2 separate regions of the Zea mays genome follow, and region 1 is linked to region 2. Evidence: chromatin contacts called from public Hi-C data. All regions are on one chromosome and are shown on one strand. Each heading gives the region's core, a stretch centred on a gene start, on an enhancer-like site or on the middle of the called end of the contact. The rest is flanking DNA. Distances are from core to core; before and after follow the strand shown. Region 1 holds the start of LOC103653395 (amino acid permease 4). Region 2 holds the start of LOC100282752.

The links. Hi-C and Micro-C count contacts between places; a contact is called where the count stands out from the background.
Region 1: a Hi-C map of root tip shows a contact between it and region 2, with 4 times the contacts expected there. The contact joins the promoter of LOC103653395 here to the promoter of LOC100282752 in region 2. A contact is called at or near these places in 8 of 25 Hi-C or Micro-C datasets (bundle sheath, ear, leaf and 2 more).

What each region holds. Positions count from the first base shown.
Region 1 is chr4:73,989,767-73,992,466 of Zm-B73-REFERENCE-NAM-5.0, reverse strand. It overlaps LOC103653395 (amino acid permease 4), which reads right to left and starts at 1,430. Exons shown (of 4, transcript XM_008680311.3): 1 at 915-1,430; 2 at 572-786; 3 at 324-469; 4 at 1-202. The coding sequence starts at 1,339.
Region 2 is chr4:73,777,803-73,780,502 of Zm-B73-REFERENCE-NAM-5.0, reverse strand. LOC100282752 reads left to right here and starts at 1,288. Exons shown (of 9, transcript NM_001155658.2): 1 at 1,288-1,622. The coding sequence starts at 1,473.

The sequences.
Region 1 (2,700 bases), core at 181-2,680, 210 kb before region 2:
CAAACGCGTTGGCCACGTCCAGCAGCCAGAAGGGCTCGTAGAAGCCGAAGCCCGTGAGCAGGTTGTCCGGCGCCGCGCCCCCGAACGCCGCGTACCCGACGCAGCCGCACAGCAGGTAGATCACCGTGGTCACCGCCACGCTCACTGCCGTCGCCTTCTTCATCACCTTAGCCTCCGACGGCGGCGGGGACTTTATCGTGTCCTAGACGACGCATGAACGGCAACGGCACGTACGTAATATTATCAGTCTAAGATCAAATTCGAAAGGCCTGAAGACCGACCGAGAAATCATTAGGCGATCACGACAGCTGGTAGTAACGTGCCTGTATCTCGAGCAGGATGATAGAGAAACCGTACGCGAACGCGATGTTCCCAAAAGCCTGCAGGCTGCGCCACACCTTCTGCATCATGGTGACCCTGGCGCCAGCACCGATGACGCCGGCGAGGCTCCCCCTCGGTCCTCCGTGTTCTGCAATTGATTCACGCACGCGGAAGTCAGACAGTAGTCAATAAATGTAATCTTGTCTCTTGTTATTTGGACGTGCACGGATCCATCGATCGAATAACGTACCTACAATCTGAACAACACCGAGCAAGATGCCGATGGTGGAGTAGGAGAAGGACATGATGGCGGCCACGGTGGACAGCCACCATACCTTGTCTAGGTCGGGGATCTGCGAGAAGACGATCTGCATGACGCCGAAGACGGCGATGTATGGGCTGGTGGAGGCGTGGCACGGGTCCTCGTGCCCTCGGTAGTGGAAGCAGCCGGCCCTCCGGATCGCCCTGCTCGTCCATGCATGTAACAGATGTATGGGTAAACTTGATTGCTATGGCGTGGCGCCCCTAGAGCCCGGAGGCGCGCGCGGTTTGATTTGGCTTGGTTGGTCAGTGGTCACCACCACACCACTTACTGCATGCTGACGGAGGCGGCAATGGAGACGCCGATGCCGATGCCGAAGAGGTTGGAGAGCTGGATGGCGCCGCAGAGCCTCTCCTTGGAGTCGCCGAGGGTGGCGCGGACGGCGTCGATGTAGGTGCGGTTGCGCGGGCCGAACGTGGGGTCGCCGCAGCGGTAGCACTCGGCGAGCAGCGTGGACGTGTAGTAGATGACGGCGGCGAAGAGCACCATCGCGGCGGGGCCGCCCGCCCACCCAAGCTGGGCCACGCCCCACGCGAGCGACAGCACGCCGGAGCCGATCACCGCCGTGATGATGTGCGCGCTGGCCGTCCACAGCGTGCCCGTGCGGAGCGGCCGCCCGTCGTCGTCCACCAGCGGCTTCTGCGGCTCCGGCAGCTCCGTGCGACAGCTCTGAACATGGTTTCCGGCAACCTCCATGCCGTGTGACGGTGTGAGCGACTGTGGAGCGGCGCCGCGCTAACGTTGTGCGTATCTATGAGCGCCACGCCAAGCTTATACGGACTGGAGATTTGACAGTACGGAGTATTTATGGAGCAACAAAAGTGGGGTCGTGCTTATTTATATTTATATAATAGGTGAGTGTATGTGCATTGTAACGGGAACATCACGATAACTTATATATAAAATGTATGTTATACTGTTACGAGAAAAGATTTTATAATACATGTATGATTCTGACATATATAAATTTTGTTATTTTAATCTAACTGATTTACTACTACATTGTAACCATTAATGTAATGCAGATTTCGATATATGTCACGATTTATATGGTCTCATCATTAGAGAGCACATCCCACACCTGCCGGAAGAAGTTCCCTCGTACATCGTCAGTCATTAGACACGCACCACCATACGCGCTTGCTTAAACAAAAAGGTAAGTGTGTGTTTGCGAAGAGAATTAAAGGCAGGTCGGCACAAAGCTACCCTGACTATGGCGAGGATGACAAATTGGTTATTGTTGTTGGTACTCCTCTGTGTCACTTCTGGCGTCGAGATGAGGCCACGATCCTTGATATAGTACACAGTGGCGTATGCGGCCACATAGGACTACTTCTAGAGGTCGAATTAGCAGTCGCCAAGCTTCGTCGTCGATGAGCGACGCCAATGCGAGCGCCTCCTGCTAGTGGTGTTTGTTTGGGGTTTCCAAGTAAAAAACATAGATTCATCCTTGACGTTGGTTTATGAAAATAACTCACAAGTCAGATCCATAGAAAAAATATTATAGAGAATAAATGACACGCATGAAAAAGAGAATTTAAGTTGAAAACATTATTCAAACAAAAGAAATTGCATGCAAGGCTCTTCTTTAAACACTACTCCCTCCATACAAAAATATAATTTAAGAATCTCGATGATACTTATCTACGACTACGCATTGTGCAAGGGTAGCAGGTGGGCTTGGGGAGAGATGTAGTATATGTTTTTCTTGTCATAGATATAGACATAAACACATATATAGTGTAGCAGTAGCTACTGCTCGCATCTGCCTGAGGGGTAGCGGGTTTAAATCCCTTTGGGGCCATTTGTGTTTTTTAATTTTAGCTAGACGTGGGTTGTACGGGGGAATGAGAATGAAATGGGAATGGGCTTCACGGGGAGTGGGAATGGGAAAGACAGAACAAGGAATGGGAATGATAGATCAGGGAATGGTGGCAGAACATGGGAATGAGCTGTGTAGGGAGGGAGAAATGGGAAAGGCAGAACAAGTAATGGAAATGAGAGAACACGGAACAGTGGCAGAACACGGAATGACAGGCTGCCCTTACGGCTTTAAT
Region 2 (2,700 bases), core at 39-2,538:
AGGCTTGACTGGACCATAGAATAAATCATGTGTCTTATCCATTGCTTATTTACTTTACTTGCACTTTATATTGTATATTTGGTGTAATTGTTTGTGAAGTGTAGGTACTTATCGGACAAGGAATTAATCTGATTTGCTAAAATCAATCAAGTCAAGTTCAAGATTTTACAATTGCTTATTTATCCTTTTAGACGACATCAAGATCCTTCTAGTACTTTTTTTGATAAAAGGGTTTTGTTTACATGTACCTATAAATTTTTTATGACAAAAATATATCGTCAATCAAAAAAGAAAATAAAAGAAAGCAACGTAGTAATGATACTACCCCTTTATTTTAAACTAGTCGGTTGCTCGTGCGTTGCGACGACTTACAACAATACCCATGTAAACTATCTACAAAAAAATTTCAATATTTTTTATTGATTATCTTCTCCATTCGTATAATATTTTTTTTTTGATTTGGCTACTGATATTATTTACTCCATCCAATATGTCTTGGTACAACACAGCCAATGAAGTGAGCGATAAGAAAAGAGTTCACAACGACTGACTGAACGAACAAAGATTATAAAATAATATAATCCCACCATAGAGAGACCAAATAAGAGAAAATTTGTGAGCTCAAGATTCTAAAATAAGTTGCATGAACTCAAACTTATAAAAAGATAGATCAAAATATGGAGTGATTGCTAAAGTCAGGCATTAATAAAAACTGGATGCGCTCCATATAAATTATGCTACTTCGTAGCAAATAATAATATTTAAAACCAACAAATAATCTTTCATTTTACTGTTAGTGTGACAAATCATTGTTAATCCATTCAATTCAGCAACCTCAAACGTCACGGAGTCCATTGCGCCAATGTGGTCTCAAAAACGACCTAATGCTTGCAAGAGCCAAGAACGTTATGCCGTGTTAGGGTTGCAGCCTTAGCCCGTAGTGCTGGTCCGGCCCGACACGATTATATTTTTTTTATTTTACAAAAAACGTATATACATATATATAATTTATATTCGATATTAAAAATATCTAAGCCTGATGTTCTACTGGTTAGACAACTTTATCTAGTGTCACTCGCCCTTCTTCCATAACGCGCGACGACCGTTGAAACTATTGAAACTGAAACTGGTGCTTTAAGTACAGTATAGATTATAAGGTATTTCAGCTTTTATAAATGCACATATTTTATTATACAGTTAGATATATTTATATATAGATGCATAATAAAATTAATGTATATAGAAAAATCAATACATTTATATTTAAAATTGAGGTATGAATGCCGAATTCCAGAACACAGCCTCAGCACCTTCCTTCTTCTCCGTCTCGTCGTCCCTTTCCATTTCCTCTCCCATTTATGTCCCCGCTTCAGGTCTGCCAAATAAACCCCCGAAAAGCAGGAGAGCGAGACCCGGAAGTGGAAGACTAGGGTTAGGGTCCCAGCTCCGCCGTTGTCTGGGCGAGTCGAGACATGGCCGGCCCTGCCCCCGCCGTTGCAGCCAGTGCCGCCGCCTCACAGTCGCCGCCGATGCAGCTGCCGTCGCCGTTCGCGGAGCTAGTCAAGGGTTCCTCCGGCCTCGAGAAGATCGTGCTTCGCGGCGCTCGCAACTGCTGTGCCGAGGTACACGATTTCGGCCTCGCCCACCCACCTCCGTTACCTCTCGTCATTTGTCTGGTTGTGCATACGACTGCAGTGTGCTGGAGCGCATGTGCGCGGGTTGGCGATTCGTTTCTGTTTCGGTGCAGCTGGCGCAGATCCGGTGGGAATTATGCTGATCTGCGCGGGGTTTGGGCGGAATTGATGGGGTTTTTGTTGTTCTGCTGTGCGATTTCGCATGTCCGTGCCCTGTCCTGATTGCATCGTGTTATTAGCGCATTGCATGATCCGCGTGTTGCGGACTTGGAATCGAGGGATTTAAGTTTTCTTGCAGGCTAACCTTCCAAATTTGTTTTAGTAAGCAGTATAGCGCTGGGTGGATGGGTCATGGGTGGTTAGCGTTTCACATCAACCACTAAGATTATTTGTCCAACGTTTGGGTAACACATATAGCGTTAAGTATTAGACTAACTCCAACAAGGATATGCAAAAACGGGAATTCAAATACACGTTTGGATTACACAGTTAGCTGAAAGACGAGACCCAAATGTTACCGTGTTCAACCGGGTACCCAAATACACATCTAAGAAGATGGTCGTCCATATATATAGGCACTCTTCCACATCACATCTAAAATGGGTATCGAGTATACTTTACCTGTTAGAGATGCTAAGTGTCATTAGATATTTATAATGAGTTTAGATGTTTTGATACATACTCCGTTGGAGTTCGCCGTAGGAAGATAGAAATGAAGGATGTGTTTTAGTGGCAACACCGGATTTTATAGGCCTGTAAGGGCAATTACAATTTGTTTGTCCATGTTGTAATAACATTATGGCGAAAGTGTTCATATATGTTTTTTTGACATGGAAATAATAAGGAAAACCCCCTACTGTGGTACACACACACACACACACATGAGGTGTGCATATAAATCTTTTGGACCCTGTAAAATCCACATTGCAGATCAGTTGAATATGACAATTATGTGACTTGATAGTATTTACGTTCTGTTGGGCCTATCTTAGAAATGCAAAATGGAACAATGAGTACTATAGCCATTGGGTACAACATGCAACTACTGTTGGACTACCATGTCCTA